Regions from separate parts of the Zea mays genome. Here region 1 is linked to region 2. A link is a contact called in public Hi-C data. All regions are on one chromosome and are shown on one strand. Each heading gives the region's core, a stretch centred on a gene start, on an enhancer-like site or on the middle of the called end of the contact. The rest is flanking DNA. Distances are from core to core; before and after follow the strand shown.

Evidence for each region. A called contact is a pair of places that touch in the nucleus more often than the background predicts.
Region 1: a contact with region 2 is called in a Hi-C map of tassel, with 2.3 times the contacts expected there. The contact joins the promoter of LOC100191177 here to the promoter of LOC100502312 in region 2. A contact is called at or near these places in 5 of 25 Hi-C or Micro-C datasets (ear, leaf, tassel and 1 more).

What each region holds. Positions count from the first base shown.
Region 1 is chr2:212,552,687-212,559,203 of Zm-B73-REFERENCE-NAM-5.0, reverse strand. LOC100191177 (alpha/beta-Hydrolases superfamily protein) reads left to right here and starts at 3,827. Exons shown (of 1, transcript NM_001136612.1): 1 at 3,827-5,168. The coding sequence starts at 4,024. The coding sequence ends at 5,028. LOC103647754 (peptidyl-prolyl cis-trans isomerase CYP37, chloroplastic) reads right to left here. Exons shown (of 12, transcript XM_008672269.4): 9 at 6,155-6,310; 10 at 5,921-6,043; 11 at 5,437-5,486; 12 at 5,019-5,326. The coding sequence ends at 5,203. It overlaps LOC100502462, which reads left to right and starts at 1,377. Exons shown (of 2, transcript NM_001357795.1): 1 at 1,377-1,871; 2 at 2,049-2,206. The coding sequence starts at 1,520. The coding sequence ends at 1,867.
Region 2 is chr2:212,325,711-212,332,479 of Zm-B73-REFERENCE-NAM-5.0, reverse strand. LOC100502312 (DUF707 superfamily protein) reads right to left here and starts at 2,094. Exons shown (of 16, transcript NM_001363263.1): 1 at 1,781-2,094; 2 at 556-662; 3 at 313-432; 4 at 183-218; 5 at 1-64. The coding sequence starts at 402. LOC100384761 reads right to left here. Exons shown (of 5, transcript NM_001177219.1): 2 at 5,726-5,775; 3 at 4,661-4,738; 4 at 3,617-4,475; 5 at 2,280-3,199. The coding sequence ends at 2,567.

The sequences.
Region 1 (6,517 bases), core at 2,578-5,077, 220 kb before region 2:
AGTGTGTTGTAAAGGACATGGTATATTTCTTTAAAAGATGAAATTTAGAGTATGTTGATGGAGATAGCCTAATGCTCTAAGACTGACTCGAACAAAGACTTCTAAATGGTTGTGTACCCTAAATTTAGAGCACGGGGTCGTACTCTACATATCCAACCGTGTCCTCTAAACGGTCCTCTAAATTTAGATAACGCTGTTGGATCCTCTATATATAGAATTTTCTCAATCATCTCCTCTATCCATTTTCATACTGTAAACAATAGATCCAGCAAAATAATATATATATATATATATATAATACATTTGAGAGTACGACAAATATGTATGTATAAAAATTAAAAGTAAAATATGTGTCTAATATCGATATTTATACATAAAGGATGAAATATAGATGACTTTGCTGAAGATTAAAAAGATATAGAGGGGAGAATCTTTTAGATAAGACTGTAAAGGACATTAATAGAGAATGAATATAAAGAACGTCGCTGGAGACACACATCCTCGGTGCAACAGGCACTATAGCTAGTACATCACAGTTGTAATCATGTTTCCTCACATTTGATGAGACAACGGAAGTCCGGAACCGAGCTGAAAGGGTACACGACGTCGTTGTATTAGGACATGTACAACTCAATTAAACGAGGAGTCTTTTAAGGGATCGCTAGAGGTTTAAGTAAAAAAACAAAGAGACATATTTTCACGAATAGTTCGTCTCTACACGACTCACACGACTTTCTATATATTGTGACTTAGACTATATTTATTATCTAAATATTTAAAGTTATATGATACAATCTCTTAACTATCTTTTATATTTAAAAACCGATCCAAAAGCTCGAGCCACAGGTTGTACATGCCCTTAATATTAGACAGCGAGCGGCTCGCCGGCTCGGTGATGGTAAGTGTCAATGGAGTTAAGCTAATCAACGTACAGCTAGCATGCTGCATGCCCGGCCGATTATTGGAAGCCTCGCTCATCCTGGGCATCAGGCCGAAATAAGTAGCCACCACACCTTGGTCGCCGTCGCCACAATATAATAAAGAGCAGCGTAGAGTGGTTGGGAACTAGGCCGCGCGAGCGTGATGCCACACCCCAACTCACCTACACACGTCCACCAACACGCATGGGATCACGGATCATCCGACTCCGGTCCGATCGACCCAGCTCGAGCTAGCGCACGTACGGCCATCGCACGCCGCTGGCAAAGTGTGGCAACGTGACGAACGCATGCATGGCGGCCGGCCGGCCGGCACGAATTAAACGCACCGCCTTTTCCCGCCTCGGCCGCCCGCTCGACGACGCCTCCACCGATCGTCCTCCTGCTCGGGCCTATATATGTAAGCCCGGGCGCGGCGTCACCCGGCACGGCAGTCGTCACACCACGAAAGCAGCAGCAAAGTCATCAGCAACCCACGATCGGTCGATCGATCGGGTACCTGCTAGCGAATTCGATCGGTCGGGTACCTGCTGCTAGCGATATATAGCAGCAGCAGCAGCCAGCAGATCGTCGCCGGCACGATGGCCAGCTCGTCGTCGTCGTCGTCAGCTCTGGTCGTCCTCGTGGTGGTTCTAGCCGCGGCGGTGGCGTGCTCCGCGACGCGCCCCGTCCCCGCGCGGCAGCGGGCGGCGGCGGCGGAGGAGGAGGACGTGAGGCGGCCGGACACGCTGCACGAGGGCACGGTGCTGATCCCGGGGATGGGGCGCTACGAGATCGGCAGCCACTACATCCCGGACATCGGCGGGCTGGACCACAGCGTCCCCGCCGCCACCCACGGGCAGTTCATCCCCGGCGCCGACGACACCTGGGTGCCCAACCCCGGCTTCGAGGTCCCCAACCCCTTCCGCCCCGGCGCGGCCACTCCATGAACACGTACGAGTACGACCCCGCAACGCCGCGCTGAATACCGTCTCGCGCCGCGCTGAATAACGCTACACTAGCTACGTACTAGTCGCCTAGTCGGTCGGCTTGCCGTGCTTGTGCTTGGCTGCTGAATGCAAGCATGTCCTTTGTTGTGTGGTTTAATTTGTCCCACGTACGTCTGTGCAGTGTTTTTGCAGTTTGTGCTCCAGTGAAGAAGTGTGCACGCGCGATGCGTAGAAAGCGCATCAGAACTTTGCATGGCCCGGTTGGTAGCAGCTGCTTGTTTCTCGGTCACTACTGTTACAAATAAAATTTGCTGGACTGGACACATAGCTATCATCATCTATCGCTGTGTCAACTGTGCATTGCCATACTTCTCTTCTCTAACGTGACGTGAAGCACTGCGGCGGTGGACCAAAACCATGCTGGGTAGCATCAGCACGCACGAAGTTCAGGTAAGCAGCACCGTACTCCTGTTAGATTGAAGATACTCCACACATTGCTGCAGGAAATTACAATATTTTTTAAATAAAATTTAAGTAGAGATATGACATGGATATCCCATGCTAAGAGATTAAAATTTAGTGATATAATGTAGCTAATAGTAATTAAGAGATGATGTAGCTGTAGATAGATAGTGTAAAATGAAAACGAATATTTTAATTTTCATATCGATCGAGATAGAAAGAACCTCGAGTGTATTTTAGGGGCAAAGTACCCGCACCTGTACTGATCTCCGTCCGGTTCTGCCCTTCTGGTGACCTTTATTCTTGTTCAGCTTTAATTTCTTTGCGTGAAAAGGGGGTTGAAGATGAATAAAGGGCGAGCTTAGGCCCCATGGCCGGAGGAGATCGGGTCAGATACGAGAGGTAGATGTGCCTGCCGAGTGCCGACCCACAGGACCACCTGTAGGGCGAGCCAAAAAAAAAAGGTGCGCGCCACTGCGGGTATGGCGTTGTCCTACACCGTCCGGGTAATTACCACCAACGCTGGCATTTTTGTCCAGAGCATGTTTATGGAAATGATGTAGCTTGTACTACCTCTACATGTTTGATTATACCCACTCTGTTTTTTTATTTGCTGTAGTTTAATTTAAAAATTAATAAGCAGACGACAAATATTCGAGAACGGATGTTACCATGACTGGGTCGATACTAAAATGTACCTCCTTCGTTCCTAAATAAACTAACTCCTAAAGCTATCTAAAATAATATCTAAAATAACTTCAACAAAAAATTTGATTGTTGAACCGAATTTATAGAGAAACAATATTTATGACACTGAATGATCATATTGTTAAAAATACATTATGATGTGTCCAATGCTACTAATTTAGTCCCATAAACCTCGACGCTCTTTTCTATAAACTTAAAACTTAAATTTTTTTATGATTTAAAATAACTCTAGGTATTGATTTATTCAGAATGTGAGAAAATAAGAACATTTAGTTCTATATCTATTCGTAATTTTTTTTGTAAACACATGGATAGATTTGGGATGCTACAGGACCGTTATGGCATGTACAGTGAGTGTTTTAAGTTGTGTCTTAGAGTATGTCTAGGGGGTAAATGTAAAAAGACTCAAGACATGTATCTTGACGAAGACACAGTGTCTTAGCTCTATGTTCGAGACAGTAGATTATTTGATTGATCACTTTAATTTATTGAATGCTCTGATTTGTATAATGAATATGATAAGACATATGTTTTAGACATGACCATTATATTATGTTGTGTTTTAGTTATGTCTTATATTTGGAGTACCGTGCAACAGTGTCTAGGTTTTACATGCCCTTAGCACCTGCCTGCGCTTACTAGTTATTGTTCCCCGCGTGTGCCAACTATGAAGGAAGTAGCATACCACGTGAATTTTGCATTGCACCGGCGCGGGGACGAGCCGGTGGATCTGCGGCACAAGAGCCGTCCCACCAAGGCACCAACCCGAAACGAATCCAGTGATTTCCCCTCCCGCATCGAAACGTCCCCCAAGCAGCCCTGCCCGGCTGCCCCTGCCGCGACGCAACTGGCAAGCATCCAGCATAGCAGCGACTCCCCCGCTCGCCGGCCAGCGGCCACCAGTTCCCTTTACATCCACACACAACGCGCACCACACCACACCACCCGACGCCAACGTCCGGGACCAAACTCCGATCCCCACCACTATGCCGGCGGACGGGGAGGCGCTGGCGCCGGCCGTTCACTTCTGGGGCGAGCACCCGGCCACGGAGGCGGAGTTCTACTCGGCGCACGGCACGGAGGGCGAGTCCTCCTACTTCACCACGCCCGACGCGGGCGCCCGGCGGCTCTTCACGCGCGCGTGGAGGCCCCGCGCGCCCGAGCGGCCCAGGGCGCTCGTGTTCATGGTCCACGGCTACGGCAACGACATCAGCTGGACGTTCCAGTCCACGGCGGTCTTCCTCGCGCGGTCCGGGTTCGCCTGCTTCGCGGCCGACCTCCCGGGCCACGGCCGCTCCCACGGCCTCCGCGCCTTCGTGCCCGACCTCGACGCCGCCGTCGCTGACCTCCTCGCCTTCTTCCGCGCCGTCAGGGCGAGGGAGGAGCACGCGGGCCTGCCCTGCTTCCTGTTCGGGGAGTCCATGGGCGGGGCCATCTGCCTGCTCATCCACCTCCGCACACGGCCGGAGGAGTGGGCGGGGGCGGTCCTCGTCGCTCCCATGTGCAGGATCTCCGACCGGATCCGCCCGCCGTGGCCGCTGCCGGAGATTCTCACCTTCGTCGCGCGCTTCGCGCCCACGGCGGCCATCGTGCCCACCGCCGACCTCATCGAGAAGTCCGTCAAGGTGCCCGCCAAGCGCATCGTTGCAGCGCGCAACCCTGTGCGCTACAACGGCCGTCCCAGGCTCGGCACCGTCGTCGAGCTGTTGCGTGCCACCGACGAGCTGGCCAAGCGCCTCGGCGAAGTCAGCATCCCGTTCCTTGTCGTGCACGGCAGCACCGACGAGGTTACCGACCCGGAAGTCAGCCGCGCCCTGTACGCCGCCGCCGCCAGCAAGGATAAGACTATCAAGATATACGACGGGATGCTCCACTCCTTGCTATTTGGGGAACCGGACGAGAACATCGAGCGTGTCCGTGGGGACATCCTGGCCTGGCTCAATGAGAGATGCACAGCCCAGGCAACTCACCGTAACATACCTGTCGAATAAGCATTCGGATGCATGGATACACAAGAAAAATGTTTCATGTACAACGATTGTTATATATGCTATACTCAGTATTTGACTGTAAACTGTTCGGTCAGGTTTAGTGGCTTGGATATACAAAATGTTGGTTGCCTCATCAGTGTAAAAGAATGCTGCAAATGCTTGGGATCGATAATATCAGCTCTCTTCGGGGGCTATGGATGGCAATACAAGGCGTTCTCTGCCCTGTACAAGCTTGGCAGACCGAATTTTATCTCCGGCCTTAATCTGTGACAGAACATCTCTCCCATCAGTGGTATACCTGCAATTGTTTGGATATACTCATAAAATTTCTTACAGCGTCATTATTAACAATGGAATATATCAATTTTGCTACTCAATGATCACATAATGAAACCAGTCACCACTTACCCGAAAACTGAAAATTGCCCCTCGTCGAACGATATTCCTCCTAAGCCAGACTACATCAAAGAAAGAGAAACATATTAACTCCCATTCTATACACACTGTTTGGTTGAAAGCCTGCCAGACAATTGACTGCCAGGTACACAATCTCAACCCCAGGCGATCAAAATCCAACACCTGGGGGTAATGCCTGGCTCAGGCAGCTGTCCGGTGATGCAAACCAAACAAGCCCTTCATGCTTCTAAAGATTATTACAGGCTGGAGAAGCGAGTTGTTACTTATTATATTAGCAGATAGATTAGGCATTCATACCCTTTTGGCAGAGTCTGGTTAGTTATCTGTATACTTATATTCAGTTTTATGTTTAAAGGAAAACAAGTATGGTTTAAAGTATTATAGAAAAGTAGGCACACTATTCAACCAAGTACACTCAGTTTGATCTTTAAATTGGATTGTAAAAATATGTAATAATGGCCTTTTTGTTACTCACGTTTCTCTTGTCATAAAGATAGAAAAAGAACTGAGTTGGTGAGTTGTATTCATCTGAATCCACACTATGTGCCATGGCAACAGCACCATACACCGACATGGGCAGGACTGGCAATTCTCCATCCTAGAATAGATGAAGCAAAAGAAATGAATATCAACAGAGGAGACCTTCACCTAAAAAACAAATAGATATATGCTGAAACTTCCATGTCCAAGCAGTCCAGGAGTGACTGACCTGAATGCTTAGTGGAGTTCTGTACAATGGTTCGAATTGTCCTGCTGGCAGGACCTCTAATGGAACAGTGTACCCGTTTTTTCCAGTCTCGTTATCAGCAATAATTGCTTGGCTTGCACATTTAAGTGTTACCCCGTCATATACCCCATCCAAGACCTGAAGTTTGCTAAATTGAATGAGAACCGGCAATAAGAACACAAAACTCGTAGAGTAAAACTTCAAGAATTGTAAACATGTTACAGAAAGATTCTAGCAACCGTTCTTCAATAGAGTTTTTTTATTGTTCACACCTGCCGTTTTGAACATCGTCTTCAAAGCATGTCTTTGACTTTTTTTCCTAAACATTTGCTACTAAAAGTTACT
Region 2 (6,769 bases), core at 845-3,344:
GGGGTAAATAACCAATCCTAACCTCAGCTTTTTGGGGCAACTTAACAGCATCTCTGTCAGAGACCTGATGTTTACATTGGAGCACAAATCATAATTAGAAACAGAGGAAAATCTGCATTTGGATTAATAGGGGGAAAAGCCAAATCTTCTGGTGTTTTTAACGAAAAAATGCGTTCACCTACCGTCACTGTATCAAATGGATGGGATTTTGCTTCCGACTGTAAAGTTGCATAATCACATCAGATTAATCTTTTAGGTATATTTACGTTCACAGAACCCTGTTTCAATAAACCAGGGGATACTGGTTGTTACCGATGTCTGCTTATGTTGAAAGCTAGCCATGTTGTACACCAGGAATATGATGATCACGCACAGGACCAACAGATGCAACCGCAGTTTCATCTTAGGACACCTACCGCCCCCCTTACCATTCTGTACGATCAAAAGTAGGTAGCAATATAGTATCATGACCTCGCACTCAACCAACCCTTTAAGGGTTCAGAAAATGTAGATGTCACTAGTAAGTAATCATCAAAAGAACACAAGCAAACTCACCTTATCTTTCAAGGCACTAGCTTTCTGTGTGCAACTGGAAACAGATGGATCGCCTTCTTATGGTGTCAAGAAGCAACTCAAGCAAGTCAGGTTCATTTCATGACGCCCTGCTTGCAGGATGGCAGGTCATAAAAAAACAGCACAATGAATAATGCCATTATTTTTATAATGGAAAAAATGGCTCATCACGTTTCATTCTGGGTGGTCCCGAAATATGTTCTAAGTAAAGATTTGGCGTGTTGCTCAAGTTCAGGCATACCACACAGAACAAAGGAGAAATTTCTTAACATATAACATGGAACACCATTGTATTTGATGGAGCCAGGCGGCCAGGCCTAGAAGAGGTAGTACACCATCCGTGTTAGTCAGATTTGTTAGTACACAATCCGTGTTAGGCACTTAAAATATGTTGGGCTGTTTGTTAGTCAGGTCTTACCATGTCTTTTGTAAGCTTTAGAGTTTTAGTGGTTTTGTCTACGGTCTCCTATTTTGTCCGGGATAGGAGACTATCATGTAACGGACTTTTCTTCTTCTTAATATAAAGATACATAGCTCTCCTATATATTCAAGAAAAAATATTAAAAATACACTTTTTTAGTTCCAGAGACCTGTCCCAGCCGAACTTTGCAAAAGGACCAAAACACCTCACACAGGACACATTGATCACACAGTCAAACAACCTGAAATCAACAGGTTCCAGGCGCGCGCGCACACACACATCAGATAAGAAAAATACTTTAGCATCGCTTTCTCCAAATTTTGCTGGTGAAACGGAAAAGGAGAGGAAGTTGACAAGGGGGCGAAATCTCGAACGAATAGATAGATGAACGTCTGGCGCAAGCATCATGCATGATCTCGCTTTTGTTTGTTCGGAGTGCAGCAGTGCCCCCTCGAAGCAAATTGACGGCAAAGGGATGTGACGCGCGCATCGATGCCGAGGCCCAAATGGGGCGGGAACACTGACGCGCCTGCCGAGACCGAATTACGCTACGCTCTATGAAGTATGACTGTATGAACCCAACCTTCTCCAGTTTACAGGTCTGGGGGCACCTCGGGATAACGAGGGCGCCCCAACCCCAAGAGATCGTTTCCCAAATCCCAATTACAGACAGGTAAGAGCACCCAAGTCCCAAGGCACGATCAGAACCAATCCATGATATACCAGGTGCAGTAGCACACGGATATCTGAACAATCGGATTGAGTGAGGAGAACAAAACGAATTACCACGGCGGCGGGAGGAGCCGGAGATGATGCCGCGGCGAGCGGGAGGCCTCGGAGCTGAGCGCGCAATGGGCGGTGGTGGAGCGCCACTCGTCACACGAGCGGGCGCCTTGGCAGCGAGGGCACCGGTGGTGCTGATTGTGTCGTGGGAATGGCTAACGAAACATCTCGCGGTGCCGGAGCCCGGAGGGATTGGGAAATGTTGGGTGGGAGTTGGGACGGGGCACGGGCACGGGCACGGGCGGAGGCGACCGCGGGAAGGAGCGAGACAGCCGAGAGCGCGAGAGGAACGGCGATGCTCACAGCTCGCTCGCGCGCGCGCCCCACGCGGCCTCCTCCGCGACCGGGTTTTCCGCTCGGTTTATTGGTTCATCGTCGCTGCGCTGCGCTGGCGCGTGTGCTAGACGGTGACGCACGGCCCACGAGCGGATCGCCATCAGCCCATCCCTGACGTTGCTCTTATCTGGTTCAGTGTGACAGACTGATGATAGGTAACTTCGGTGTTCAAGCATCAGTTCACATGGTATAACAACTTAAACTACTATAAGCATTACATGGTCAGATATGTATAGCCTAACTCGGATAATCTCAATATAAAAATGAGGGTTCCCTTCTAATTGTCCTTACTCCTTACAAAACAACATCAGAAACAACTAACCCTTCCTGTTACATCAGTTTGAATACTGGGACAATAACTTTTTTTTGTCAGGTAAACAAACCGGAAGGGAACAGCCTATGATATATGGTTAAGCTGTACACAGTTTCACCGGCATTGAGCTGATGGTAGCTTCACCGCCGGCTCCTCTTGCCCCCTTTGCTGGAGCTATCATCATGTGCTTCCACACTCCTCTTCCTGCCTTTGCTGGGGCTATCTACCTGTGCCCCAGCGCTACTTTTCCTGCCTTTGATGGGGCTATTTTCCTGTGCCCCAGCAATCCTCTGCCCACTCTTTGGAGGCCGACCCACACCCCTCTTCTTGGCTGGCTCATTTCTCTTTGTAGTCTTTTGATTAGCCAGCTCATCACTGCAAGGTCTCTTGCCATCCCCTTCCTTGGCAGCAGCATCCCTTGAAGAAACCTTGCTTGCCCTTGCATCCCCAGAGTGCAAGCTTGTTCTTGAAAAATGCAGGGCTCGAGCATTCTTCTTTATTACAGGGGCACCAGCTGTTCTGGTCTCTCGATGGCTTTTCAAGAACAAGCTTGCACTCTGCTTCACAGTTTTGCATGCAAAGTCACGAAGCTCAACCGCAGCCATGTGCTCTAATGTAGTCTTCGGATAGAAGGTTATTACATTATTGATGAAAATAAGTATATCTCTCAAAAGCTCCTTGGTGCCAGAGATTGCGCCACTCTTGATCTTAGAGTGAAGCATTCGGAAGTCCATATGCCGGCGAATCATCTTCTTATATCTAGCTCTTTTCCTCTGTATATATAGACGAATGGTAAGGAGTCAGATGAAATTCAGACCATAAGTGTTCACGCTATTTCACAGACCTTGAGAATGATTTGATGGAACAATTAACTTGAAAAGTAAAACAATCAACTATAGCCAGCTAGTGAGAAAATAACCATCATTAAAACCCCACAAAAATCTTAGCTGAGTAACTAGCAGGAAAAAAAGTGGAACAGTTTTAATAGTAGTCTTAAAATTATTAGCACCCACATGAAGTATCCCATCTCTCAAATGACCTAAGGAGTCATTATAGTACACACACACACACAGAGAGAGAGAGAGAGAGAGAGAGAGAGAGAGAGAGAGAGAAGAGAGAGAGAGATAATTTAGACCATCACTGAGGCACTGCAAAAACAAAATTGATGAAACTCGGTGAACCTATCATACCTGGGTATCAAGTTGGTGTTGCAACATTTTGCAGTCATCTTGAGTTGATATAGTATTCAAAATCTCTGCCAGCTTTAGTTTAACGCTCTCAATCACAGGCTGGCAACATTCTGCCTTTGGAGATCTCAAGCCCTTCTTCGTAACATCAGATCCTGCTTTGGGAGTTTTCCAGTCCATAACATCAGGTTCTACTTTCGGTATTTTCATCCCCTTCTTCATACCATCAGACTCTGCTTTAGAAGTTCTCACGCCCTTCTTCATCATATCAGATTCTGTTTTGGGAGCTTTCAAGCCCTTCTTCATTATACCAGATCCTACATTTAGGGTTTTCAAATCCTTATTCATCACATCAGATTCTACCTTTGGAGTTTTCACACCCTTCTTCACAACAACTGATTCTAAGTTTTGAGTTTTGAAGTTCTTCATGCAGCCTTTGGACAAACCCTCCCCCTGTATGCATGCTGTAGATGTAGGCTCACCATCCCCACTACTATCACCAGCTTTCAGAAGTGTCCTTCTAGCTCTCATTACTCTTTGTTTTCTAGAACCCCAAAGCAAGCCATCTTTGGGACCGACCTTTTCAACTTGGGCCTGGGGATATGACTCGTCTGGTGATGGATTGATAACTTGAATTGAATCAGTATCACACTGCTGCACTTTCTGAGATTTCTGACTGTTGCTTGCTTCCTCTGTGAAACTAGCAGCTGATGATCTATCCCTGGACGTTTCTTTACCTGAGGAATTAGTATCTGCTGTATTTTCAGAATGTGGACATGATTCAGTATGACTGGTGCGGCATTCAGAACTCCCATCAACGTGTTTGCTATTGCTGAGGCTTTGAATCACAGATTGGAGGGATCTGGAAGAGTAAAAAGATCACACATTACCAAAAAGTTGGCAAAGCATCACAGTGGCTTGCTTGGATGAAAAACAATCAACAAAGATTGCATCTGGGTTCTGGGATAGTCAACAATAAAACAAAATATAAATATTAAATAGCTCAACTGAAATTCAAAATTGCTCTGTGAACAACTTGTCACTGACCCAATAGAATTTTCTGACTTCTCCAATTCCCTTTTCAGTTCAGCAACTCTCTGCTTACGAAGCTCTTCATACCAAGCACTGCATTGAAGCAATTAAGATGATCGGAACTCAGAAAAGATATAAGATGCTTCACATCAGAGTTATCTATTCAACTGCAGCCATCTGAAAGGCAGCGCAATGCCTGCATTGTTGTATGCATAACTTATTGCTTACAGGATTGAGAATCCAATCTTAAAGTTGAGGTTGTTGATCACTAAGAGCTCTATGTTTTAGTATTTCCCTCTTTATTCTCTTCATTGTATATTATCTTTTCTTCAAACTGAGGTTGGTGATCTTTACTTGTGAAATAGTGTAAGATGCAAATTTAAAAACTTGAATCACCAACATGCGAATAGAAAGAAGTGCAGGCATTTCTGACTGTCTAGTGCAGAAGCAGACATGATCAGCAACTACTCCCGATGTTCCAAATTATAGTTCACTTTAGTTTTGTCCTACGTCAAACCTCTAATTTTGACCATGTTTTTAGAAAAATACATTAGCATCTACAAGATCAATCAAATGTACTACCAAGATATATTTCTTTTTTTCTCGAACGCGCAAGAGAAATGCGCATCATTATATTAAGAAAAGAGAAATAAGAGGTCCTTAGAGGACCGGTACATATTTCATGAAGAATTTGACGAAAATAATTTGATATTCTAGATGTTGATGTATTTTTCTATAAAATTGGTCAAAGTTAGACAAGTTTGAATTAGGACAAAGGCGCAAAGCTAAAATAAACTATAATTTGAGATGAAGTACTGTCTAATATGATCCAAATGTAGCACGCTGCTTACATGTTATCTTTTACCAAAACAGCAAAGACTCCACCCGACAGTTATGTTTAAAGATTCACAGAGTTCTTATTCAGCTCCTGACAAAGGCTCAAAATTCATATTATTTCAACTTCTCTAAATATATAATGATAACCAGTAGGTATTCTATGCCACTCATCCAATTTGCAAGGTCATGTAATGTACAAGAAGGCACATAGTATGAACATGACACAATCAAGTATACACTTACTTGCACGCAGAGTACCGCAACTGTATCTCTGCAAATTTTGCTTCACATTCCTGCAGATATTAACAACTGTAAGCAAAGAAATGGTAAGTAATTCTAACAACAACCACTTCATCAGTCTGCCATAACTTCAAGATGATAATAAAAGTATAAAACAGTTCAATTGCAATTAGGGGTGACAATGGGCCCCAAATTTTACACTATAGAACTTAAGGATCGGATCGAATTAAGATCGGGCTTTATTTCTATTCATTTTTGAACTATAAATAATTTAGGGCCCTAATAAATTGTGAAGAGACATTTGGATCGCGATCCATTACCACCCCTAATTGCAATGCAATCAGAAACAATTTGATGCGTAAAACAAACTGCACAAAAAAACCATATTGTTAGGCAAGTTTCTATTACATTTCATTGTTAAAAAAGGCAACATAGTAGTATCACCCCAAAAATGCCTACGAAATCATACAGCAGCAACAATAGAGCCTTTTTTCCCAAGCAAGTCGGGAAAGGCTGCTGCATGGAAAATTATCTTGTTTCTAAGAAAATAGCTGACGCCTAAGGCCTTGTTCGGTTGTATTCGGATCGGAAGAGATTGAGGTGGATTAAATCCCTTCCTATTCAAATTTGACTAGCAAAGGATTTAATCCCTCCAATTAAGGATGGCAATGGGTACCCGATATCCGATGGGTAAAAACCCTTTTAGGGCACGGATATGGCGGATTTTAATACCCATGGGTATTTTATTGGGTCATTTGTTATACCCATCGGGTATGGTGGGCGTGGGTATGTTCTCTTTTGCCCCATACCCACTACCCAATGGGAGACCCGCTAACATATGACATGTGGGTTCGGATTAAGGGACTTGTTCTTTCTCATGCATGGGCATGGTCTTTGAGGCGACGCCTAGGCGTCCGAGCGGCGAAAGGAACTGGGCGTCGGCCACGCCTGAACAGGATCCTGTAGGGCGTCCGCCTGAAGCCGAAAGGCGTCGCCTAGGCGTCGTCGGACGTCGGAATCACGTCCAACTAGGAAAAGGCGATGTTG